Linked DNA regions of Rattus norvegicus: region 2 is linked to region 1. The links are chromatin contacts, called in public Hi-C maps. All regions are on one chromosome and are shown on one strand. The core of a region is the stretch at or near the end of the contact, and the rest is flanking DNA. Distances in the headings are between cores, read along the strand shown. Region 1 has its middle 16 kb from the start of Tcf7. Region 2 has its middle 24 kb from the start of Vdac1.

The links. Hi-C and Micro-C count contacts between places; a contact is called where the count stands out from the background.
Region 2: a contact with region 1 is called in a Hi-C map of the A7r5 cell line, with 2.0 times the contacts expected there. The contact joins two enhancer-like sites. A contact is called at or near these places in 4 of 12 Hi-C or Micro-C datasets (the A7r5 cell line, Schwann cells, frontal cortex and 1 more).

Annotation. Positions count from the first base shown.
Region 1 is chr10:36,967,621-36,973,094 of GRCr8, reverse strand. No RefSeq gene overlaps it. Among named protein-coding and RNA genes, the nearest start is that of Tcf7, 16 kb to the right of the region's middle. Within about 2 kb of position 2,469, at least 6 of the 93 cell types and tissues checked have an H3K27ac peak or open chromatin away from gene starts, as enhancers often do. A contact at or near this core is called in the A7r5 cell line, where this site is marked.
Region 2 is chr10:37,006,846-37,012,319 of GRCr8, reverse strand. No RefSeq gene overlaps it. Among named protein-coding and RNA genes, the nearest start is that of Vdac1, 24 kb to the left of the region's middle. Within about 2 kb of position 3,184, at least 19 of the 93 cell types and tissues checked have an H3K27ac peak or open chromatin away from gene starts, as enhancers often do. A contact at or near this core is called in the A7r5 cell line, where this site is marked.

The DNA of each region.
Region 1 (5,474 bases), core at 1,220-3,719:
CTTCAATGGTCTGACAGCCAAAAGGAGGGAAGGACACAAGTCTCCCTCCTCCCTTCCTCCCCCTTGCTCACAATCCCTCCTGCTCCCTCTCTGCTCCTCTATCATCAGGGTCCCATGTAGCCCAGGCTGGCCTTGAACTCACTATACAACAAAAGACAACTTTGTACTTCCAGTCCTCGATAGAGGAATCAAGCCCAGGTCCTCTATAGAGCACTCAGTGCTCTTAACTCCTGAGCCATCTCTCCAGTCCCCAGAAAATACTCTTTATTCTGTTTTTGTTTGTTTCATGGTGTGTGTGTGTGTGTGTGTGTGTGTGTGTGTGTGTGTGTGTGAGAGAGAGAGAGAGAGAGAGAGAGAGAACAACCTTTGAGAGCCAATTCCTTCTACGCAGGTTCTCAGGCTCCATGGCAGGTGAGTTGTTTTCACCCCGAGCCATCTCATTGGCTTGAGAGGGAGATAGTCTAATGGGTATCACAGCCATCCTCCTGCCTTTGTTTCCCTGAGTGCTGGGATCACAGACATGAGCCAGCAGGCCTCACTGTTTGCTTTTGATAAGGGCTGGGGGTGAGGATAGTATATCAGCTCATGTAGACTGATCCCCATGTCTGGGCCCAACCTCCTGAAGGCTGAGACTGTTCCAGGCATTTGGGTCACAGAAATGTGTCACACAGTGGGGCACATGCCTGTAATGCATTTATTACATACACATTACATACACATACACATTACACATACATACACATTACATATGCACATGCATATGCATTTGCATATATATTACATATACATACACATTATACAATACACACATGTACATTACATATACATACACATACACACTACATACACATGCACATATACATATTACTACTAGGGCTTCAGAATGGGTCTCTGCCATAAGACCACAAACACATATTACCATTGGTCATGGTGGCAGGGACGAGGGCAGGGGACACAGCTCATGTTATCATTCACAGTCCTTAACCATCTGTAGACCTAACTCAGTACAGCTGGATGCTGACAACACAGGAAAGAATTTCAGGATAGCCAGTATGAGAGCAGGAGCTGATTACAATAGAAAGAGTCCTCCAAGAAAACAAAACAAGGGCTGGAGAGATGGCTTAGCGGTTAAGAGCTCCGACTGCTCTTCCAGAGGTCCTGAGTTCAAATCCCAGCAACCCCATGGTGGCTCACAGCCATCTGTAATGAGGTCTGGTGTGCCTGAAGACAGCTATAGTGTATTCGTATACATTAAATAAATAAATAAATCTTTAAAAAAAAAAAAGATTTAGCTCAGTGGTAGAGCGCTTACCTAGCAAGCGCAAGGCCCTGGGTTTGGTCCCAGCTTGGGGGGGGGGGGGGAGAAAACAAAACAAACAAAAAAGAAAACGCCCCCAAGGATGGGTGTGGGCTTCTCCTGGGAGTCACAAGGAGGTAACTCGGCATTAATAAATTAAATTAATTTGCCTTTTGTGTGGGTGTATGTGGGGGGGTTACATATTACGTCTCAAAGGATTGCTAAGAAATTTAGCTTTTTATTTTCTCCCTTCTCTCTTTTTGATTAAGTGAGATTGCAGGGTAGCTCTGGAGCCGGGAAGACAATCTGATAAAATAAAACCAGGAGCCAGTAGGGTTACACTAGGGGGTCAGTTCCTGTCTCTTTATGTTAAGGGTGTTCCTGGTCAGAGTCCTGGAAAACCAGATCCCAGCTGGGCAGGGAGAAGAGCCGCAAGCCAAGGCTGCTGTGCTAAGACATAAATAAATAAAGAAAAGAAAAGAAAAAGAAAAAGAAAAAGAAAAAGAAAAAGAAAAAAGAAAAAGAAAAAGAAAAAGAAAAAGAAAAAAATTAAAGACCCAGGATCCTTAATAACGAGAGGCTTCAACAGGACCCTGAGAGGCAGAACCCCTTTCTTCCCCGTGTTCCCAGACTTTTCCTTGTCTTTCAAGCTTGCTCACCATGACCAAGCCAGCTGGGAAAATTTTTAAATTATTAATTATTTTTTCACAATTTCATATATGCGTACAATGAACTTCCTGTATTTCTTTTGTTTACCTAACCTTCACACGGAGGCCCTCAGGGTGTACTAAGGGTGCCGGCTCAGCAGTGACCAGAGCCAGGTCTCCAGGAGACTCTTAGGTGCCCCCCAAGCCAGAGAGGCACCTCATTCTCCCAAGTCCTCTAGGGCAGGCACCCTTTCTTCCCCAACATTTGCATCCGATTTGCATGTGACCCAAAGGCTGGAAAATTCCCCCTGCCACTGGCTTTGCCCTCAAAACGACAGCACCGCGGAGTAGACAGGGCATCCTGCCCTTTATCTAGAAGCAGGCTCTGTGCAGCCTGGGACCCAGCCTCCTCCTACCTCGAGGTGGCAGCTGCGGCGAAGGTGGCAGCAGCAGTAGTCACAGGCAGAGCAAAACAAGATACTTTTATGCGTGACTCACACCAGAGGACCAGAAGCAAAACTACAGTATGAAAACCAGAGCTAGCTGAGTCCGGGGCGGGTGGGGAGGAAAGTGATGGGGAATCCCCTCCAACTCAAGCTACTTCACTCCCCGATGAAACACCCGAGCCATGGCCCGAGTGCTCTAGAACCTTCCAAGAATGTGCGGGCCTCCAGTCTTCTGTGATGGGCAGGCACTATATTTCTTCACGGCTACTTCCTGGCCTGGCCCTTTGAGTCTCTGAACCTAAGTCTTAGAAAGCACACCCAAACAGGGAACCAGGCAGCTGGAGATTCACGCCAAGGGTAGGGCCCGGATGGACAAGCTGCTAACTCCAGGCTCAAGGGCTGTACCACACTCCCGTTTTTCTCAGCCTGGTTTCCTCTTCCTAATCCATCCCGTGAGCAATCCCACATGCTTCCAATGAAGTCCTATTTTGCCCAGGACCACCAGAGCTGACATCTCCAGCCTTGAAGCAATAATTTCAGAAACACGCACCCCAGGGTGGCAGGCTGCCCCGAAGCTCTTGATGAAGGCTGTTTTTGGCTCCTGACACGCCCTTGGGTTTTCTGCCCTGACAGGCGTGGCTTCAAAAGCTACTCTAGCCAGCCTCCACCTTGACCCTGAGCACTTCCTCCCTCTGAGCCCCTTAGTCCCCTCACCTGTAAAAAGAAACTGTTAATTATGCTCGAACGGCTGAGGTAAAGCATACATGAGATAAGGAGAGACCTACTGTATGGGGGCGGGCCCAGCACACCTGGGTTCCCTTAGCTGTCGTATTTCTTCTCAATTATACGTATTTTCTGTGAACTCTGCCCTTGGCTTGTCCTGTCCCGTTGTTCTTACCTGGCTACTGGAAGCGAGAGGAGCGTGGTACACCATTGCTGTCCCGGAAGGCAGCGAATCACTGTCACCTCCTCTTCAAATTGAGAAACTAAGGCCCAGAGATGGGCTTCCAAACCAACTCCCTGGGTTCAAATCCCACCACCAGAATTTAGAAGCTGTGTGACTTTGGGCATAATTATCTGTTTCAGATCTGTTTCACATCAAGTCTGTTGATCTGAAAGAGACTCCTGCCTTAAGCTGATTTCGAAGAATGTGATCATGGCTTTGTGGCCATACAAGAAAAAATGTTTTAATTACATTAGTGTGGTGTGGTGTGGTGTGTTCTCTCTCTACCAGGGATCAAATCCAGGCCATCAGTTTTAGTACCAAGAATCTTTATCAGCTAAGTCATCTCGATGGGCCAAGAAATTATCTATATTCTTTTCTCTCTCTCTCTCTCTCTCCCTCTCTCTCTCTCTCTCTCTCTCTCTCACATTCTTTCTTTTAAGATTTATTTATTTTATATATGTGAGTGCACAGACACACCAAAAGAGGACATCAGATCCCATGACAGATGGTTGTAAGCTACCATGTGGTTGCTGGGAATTGAACTCAGGACCTCTGGAAGAGCAGTCAGTGCTCTTAACTGCAGAGCCATCTCTCCAGCCCCCCCCCCCTTTTTTGGTTTTTCTTTTTTTTTTTCTTTTTTCTTTCTTTCTTTCTTTTTTTTTTTTTTTTTTTTTTTCCGGAGCTGGGGACCGAACCCAGGGCCTTGCGCTTGCTAGGCAAGTGCTCTACTGCTGAGCTAAATCCCCAACCCCTTTTTTTGGTTTTTCAAGACAGGGATTTTCTGTGTAACAGCCTTAGCTGTCCTAGAACTTGCTGTAGACTGTGGACCTTGAACTCACAGAAATTCACCTGCCTCTGCCTCACGAGTGGCAGGATTAAAGGCATGAGCCACTGCCAGCTGAAAATACCTACATTCTTTTTTTTTTAAGATTTATTTATTTTTATCTGAGTACACTGTAGCTGTCAGACACACAAGAAGAGGACATCGTATCCCATGTGGTTGCTGGGAATTGAACTCAGGACCTCTCGAAGAGCAGTCAGTGCTCTTAACCTCTGAGCCATCTCTCCAGCCCAATACCTATATTCTTAGGTCAGGCCACTGCCTGTGATCTCAGCACTCAAGAGCTATGTAGAGGTAGGAAGATCAGAAGTTCAAGGTCATTCTCAGCTGCACAGCCAGTTCAAGGCTAATCTGGGCCAGATGAGACTGTTTTAAAGAAAAAAAAAAAAAACCAAAATAATAAAAGTTCAGGGAAGGCCCTGGGTTCGGTCCCCAGCTCCGAAAAAAAAAAGAACCAAAATAAATAAATAAATAAATAAATAAATAAAAGTTCAGGGATACATATTTCAACAACTGAGAGTGAAATGACCTAGCCAGGGTAGTGGCCCACACCTGGAATCCCAGCACTTGTAGGAAGAGGAAGAGTTCAAGGTTGTCCTTAATTACACTATGAATTTGAGGCTAGCCTGAGCTACATACGATCCTGTCTCAAAACATGAAAATCGGAGTTCCTTCCTGAGGGAGGAATTTCACTGAGTGTCAAAGGGTATTGGTGTTCAGTAAATTGGTGTGAACTCTGTCACTGTCGAGGCTGGCATTGTCCTACCAACCCAAGAAGCTGAGTCAGGGCAGAACCAGGGCTACTCTCAGAGACACCTGCACCAAGCCTTGCTGGAGTTCTTGTCAGCTGTGTTACCGACAGTTGAGAAACCGCCAGAGCTCTGACGTAGCCTATAACTTGTCTTGGGCCCTGTGATAACAATTCCATTACAAAAGATTCTTGTGGAATCTGATAGGTCTGACCACTAGGCCTGCTTCAGAGCCCCAATGAACACAATTGCCACAGCCCCTGATACCCTGTATGAGACAGAGTTCCTCAGAATGCAGAGGGAGCCACTATTGGAAAGGAAAGGGGAATGGGTTCTCCTTGGAGGGACCCAGCTTTCGAACAGCAGGATTTGTTTCAAGCTACTGCAGGGCAGAGATCGGCCTCTTCCGGAGCCAACCACCAGGGGGCGCCTATGCACAGCCCCTGCTGCCCGCGTTGAATCACCGCCTCCACATGCAGAGAGCAGGGGGCTATTGAACAGCCACTGGGTAAGGCTAGCCCAGGGCAGTGAATAAGTGGACTGCTTCG
Region 2 (5,474 bases), core at 1,935-4,434, 39 kb before region 1:
GGTTAAGCTGACATAAAAAGACCAAGCCTGATAACATGAATTGATTAAAAACTGATTTTCATGAGTCGTCCTTTGACCTTAACATGCATTGGTGTGTGTATACATACACACATAAACACATGCAACAGTTTTTAAAATGATTATTGATTATCTGGGCTCAAGGATACAAGCCTTTGATCCCAGCAGTCTAGAGGCTGAGAAGATGACCAATTACAGGCTAGCCTGGGCTACAGAATAGTTTTATTTCTGGGTGAGTCTCTGTCTCTCTCTCTTACACACACACACACACACACACACACACACACACACACACACACACACACACTAAATCACAGGATATTGGGCTAAAAATTGTGCCATAAAATGAATTAATGAAGGCCGTGATGGAAAAATTGGGAATCAGTGAAACAGCACAGACAATGATGTAAGGGTCTATCATGGGCTCAGTGGGTTGTCTGCACGGTGCTCCATTCTGGTGGTCAGTGTTCACTGGTTTAAACGCCTCTGAGTCCTTAGCAATGAAGGGAGATTCCACACCAGGGAAGTGAAGCTCTTTGGAAGGCTCCCAACCATCCCACCCACCCTTCCTTCTGGATTTTCGAGAAACAGAAAGCCTACCTATGGTATCATAGTGACTCTGCAACCCTGCCTCATGTTGGAATCATCTGGAGAGAACTACCGAAGCTGGCCTTTGCCCCAAGACCATTTTGCCTTTGCATTTGGTGAAGCTCCCTCGGGCCAAGTCTATTGAAAGCGCCGTTGCTATTTGAATAATTGGCCACCAGGTGGCGCTAGAAGATGACCAAAGAGAAGAGACTCCTTCCTGGTGCCCAACAGTAAGAAAGGAGCAGGCACTAGCCTCTGGCCACTTGAGTGTGTGTGTGTGTGTGTGTGTGTGTGTGTGTGTGTGTGTGTGTGTTTGTTTGTTTAGCTTTTTAAGAATTTTATAATTACTCAAAGAGAGAGAGAGAGAGAGAGAGAGAGCGAGCACAGAGAACTCCTGTGGAAGGCAGAGGACTTTCTTTCTTTTTTTTTTTTAAACATTTTTTTTAAAGATTTATTCATTTATTTTATATATAAGTACACTGTAGCTGTCTTCAGACACACCAGAAGAGGGCATCAGATCTCTTTACAGATGGTTGTGAGCCACCATGTGGTTGCTGGGATTTGAACTCAGGACCTCTGGAAGAGCAGTCAGTGCTCTTAACCGCTGAGACGTCTCTCCAGCCCCCGGCAGAGGACTTTCTAAAGACAGTTTTCCCCTTTACATGGTTTCCGGGGATTGAACCAGGCTTGTGGGACATGCCCCTTTACCTACTGAAGCCTCCCGCTATCCTACTTGACTTTTTATGAGACGGTGTCTGGTGTGTTGCATGCTGACCTCCTGATTTGGAATTCCTGCTCCGACTGCCTCAGTCTCCCAAATTCTGGGATTACAGCTGGGCACCATCACCTTCCTCTGGCTCCACGTGCGATGTGTGTCTTGTTTGTTTGTTGTTGTAGTTTTGTTTTGAGTTTGTTTTGTTTTTTTGAAATAGTGTTCCTCTATGTAGTCCTAGCTGTCCTGGAACTCACTCTGTAGAGGAGGCTGGCCTTAAACTCACAGGGATGCGCCTGCCTCTCTCTCCCAAGTGGGTGGGCTGCAGAGCCCCCTCCACCCAAAGCTTCCCACAAACCTGTGTCGGCCAGTGTGAAAGCAAATGGTGCCAGCAGCTCTTCCAGGGGCAGGGGAACCTCCAAACAGGGCCCAGGTTGGGGTCTCCACCTTATCTTTTGGCCACCAATAAGATGTCTTCTCTGACAGCAGCACCCTGTGTTTACTATGACATCTCAAAAGTGAGAAATGGGGCCTTGGGAGGCTCCTGCATGCATTTCTTTAACTGGCCAAGGACTCGGCAGGGAGACCTGTGAGCCTCCCTACATAATGTGCAAAATAAGGAGTGTGTAGCTTGCTGGAACAGAGGAGCCATGGCTTTCACAATAAGGATCAAGGACACACACACACACACACACACACACACACACACACACACACGGCCAAAACACACTGGCTTGACCTGAGCATGAACACTGAGGTAGACTTATCCTTAATACTAGGGAGGCTGAGGCAGGAGGATCGCCATGAGTTCAAGGCCACCCTGGGCTCCACGGTAAGATCTATGTCAAAACAAAACAAGAAATGTCTGCAGATGCAGCTGTTGGTAGAGTGTTTGCCTAACACGCACAAAGCTCTGGGTTCAAACCCCAGTGCTGATTAACTGTGTGGTGGTACACGCCTGGGTCACCAGCACTTGGGAGGTGGAAACAGTAGGTTCAGACTGGAAAGCTCATCTTTGGCTACACAGTGAGATTCAGGCTAGTCCTGGTTACTTGAGACCTCTCCTTGAAAACCAAGTCCCTCAGAGGCTGGCTGCCATTCAGGCTGCTGCACCGGCAAGAAGGAAAAAGGTCAAAGCTAAAAGGTTCTAGACTATTCCTCATGGCTTCCAGGACCTGCACACCTCTGAGGAACAGCCACAGGCCTCAAGGGCATAGCCATAAAACCTGGGCCCCAGGTGCTGTGGGAGCCTCCTCTGAGTTGTGGAAAGAGGCAGGAAGTCCCCTCAGGCCTGACAGGGCTTTCCCGATGGCCTTGGGTCCCTGCAGCTCAGGGTCAGAGCTGAGCCTGGTAGCCTAGAAACGGAATTTCAGAGAAAGACAAGCTTTGTTCAATGTCACTGGGCAAAGGGTCTCTCAGTCTAGCCTAGGATCCCAGCCTGCTGCCTTCCTGTGTGCTCCTGAGCCCCATAGGGTTCCTCCACTCGGGTCAGAGCATCCAGTGTGTGTGGGGGAGTCATTCCCTGAGGATTAGAGCCCACCCAGGGTGACCTTGCCAAGCCATCCTCCTCTGGAGCTAGACACCACCACGGAGGCCACCACACAGCCCTCAGCCACCACTCTTGGAGTTCCTGAGGTGACCCATTTCCCTCTCTTTTCTGCAGCTTCAAAACAAACCAAAACACAGACCAACATCCTTTGTTTGTTTCGGGGATCAGAGCCCGGGGAAAGCGCTCTGTGGGTTTTCACTTGAAAACAAGGTTGTTTGAGTGGGGAGCAGAAACCAAAGGCAAAGGGGACAGAGTCCCCTGTGGCCACGTGCTTTCTGGATGAGTCAGGGCAGGGCGGGGGCGGGGGTGCACTCAGCAGCAATGCTGTCTGCTCACCACTCTGAGGGACTGCAGCCATGGCCGCTGCCACTCACCCTAGGTAACATTTCTTTGAGGATGACTAGGCCCAGACAGGGCCAGGCTTCCCATTCAATGGCTCCAGACTTCCTTACATGGGTAGGAATGGATTAGGTTGGATCAAGCCCCTGGTGCAAATTCATCTCCATCCCTTAGTTCACAGGCCCAGGCTAGGTGTCCTGCCCCAAGGGACAGACTGGGCCCATCTTGCACAGGCTGTCTCCAGGGCGTGCAGTCAGGTCCTGTCCATCCGGCCAGTTGGATATGAGCTTCCTGGTGAAATGGGAAGCTCTGAGACGCAGGCCTCCAGGAGAGTGTACATAGTAGAGCAGAGACTAGAGTACTTCTTGGGCTCCCATGGTGTCCACACAGTGTGGGTGTAGGAGACAGGCTGATGGGGACAGCCTTCATGGGCACCTGTGAGCAGCAGTTGGAAGGATGGTAACTGGCAGGTGGCCTTGAGAGTGATATTCCAAAGCCTGAACCAGAGTGGCTCCCAGCTGATTCCTGGCCTCGCCAGATGGTTTTAAATGCACAATTTTATTTGAGCTTCCCAGCTAGTTAAGCTAGAGAGGATGAGGCTGCTGGAGTTTAGAAAGGCAAAGCAACTTACTCAAGGACACACAGCAAGTCAGACTAAGACCAGCACAGCTTTGGACCACATCAGGGCCAGGAACTAACCCACTCGGAGCAGGATTCAACTCCCCAGTGGGAACAGACTACAGAGGACTCTCACCAACAGCTCCTTACTCTGGTGGCCCAGGATGGGGATGAATAGGCTTTTGTTAAAGGCTGCCATCTTTTTAGTTCTTAGGAACTGAGCAGAGCAGTAACTCCCATTCTCATCTGGTCCTCCCGGCACCCCCAAAGGGAGATATCTTCATTAGCCCATTTCAGAGATGATAAAGCTGAGGCAGCAGGGTCGGCAAGATGGCTCAGAGGATAAAGGCGATTGCTGCTCAGGCCTGGTGACTTGAGTTTGATTCCCCAAGATGCACATAAAAGCGGAAGGAGAGAACTGACTCCTCAGAGTTGTCCCCTGACCTCAACCTAGGTACCCATTGTTTGTGTGCTTCCTAACACACAATAATAACCTGTAAAATAAAATAAGAAGGCTAAAGCAGCAGATGGTGCCTTTCTAACAGCAAAGCAGGGGCTCTTCTGGATCCCACACAGTCTCTTCACTATACTGAAATGCCAGATTCTCCCCCCTTCCCTCCTGTGAGCCCGCTCTAGGGTCAATGTGAGTTGTATTGTAGAACCTAAGCTTCAAGGCTCACCCCCTCTTGCTGGCGTGACATCTGCACGGGGTCTCTGTTCCTTCCCACCCTCAAGCAGCTTGCTTGGCACAGGTGCATGCTAACGGCCCCACCAACGGCAGCCAGCATCCGGGTGTCTGCTCCCCACCGGTGGGAGACCTGAGCCATTTTTCTTGTCTGCATCCTCAGCTGCTGGGCCCACAGGAAAGCCCCAGGTGTCCTTGAACTCACAAAGCTAGCTGCCATCTTAGTTCCCACAATGCACACAGGGTCATCTGTCTTCCACAGACCAAAGTTCTGTGTGCACATGAGACGTGCACGGCTGCGTGCGTCTCTGTGTACACGCCGGTCTGTGCATTTGAATGTAGAGCTATGTGTGTGTGTGTACATGTGATCTGTGCAGGTTGGGTGTGCACCTCCCCACCCGTGTGCGTGGTTCCATGTGTGAACACTCCGTGTGTGAGTCTGTGTGTTTGTAGACGTAACTGGTACCCACACTGTGCACCCATCTCTGACCCTTCTGGACACCCAGCCAACACTGCCTCCCCCGGGTTGTTTTTTTTTTTTTTTTTTTTTTTTTTTTGGATCTTTTTTTTCGGAGCTGGGGACCGAACCCAGGGCCTTGCGCTTCCTAGGCAAGCGCTCTACCACTGAGCTACATCCCCAACCCCTCCCCCGGGGTTTGAGGGGGCCCAGCACACAGAAGAGTCCAGCCCCACACATGGCTAATTCCTTGTGAGCTCACCTTCCTGGGAGACACCTTCAGCCCATTCTAGACAGAGATCTGGGCCCAGACTGAAGAGCAGTTGGGCATTTGGTGAAAAAACTTCTACCTGTATAAGGAAAGGTCTAGCAACTCTCAGCAAAGTCAACTCTGCAAAGCCCTTCAGTCAGATCACGGGCCACAGTGATCCAGGAAGCCCACAGTGAGTAAAGCTACAGGTTCCAACCAGAGAGATGGCGCACTGTGTAAAGGCACTCGCCATGGAGC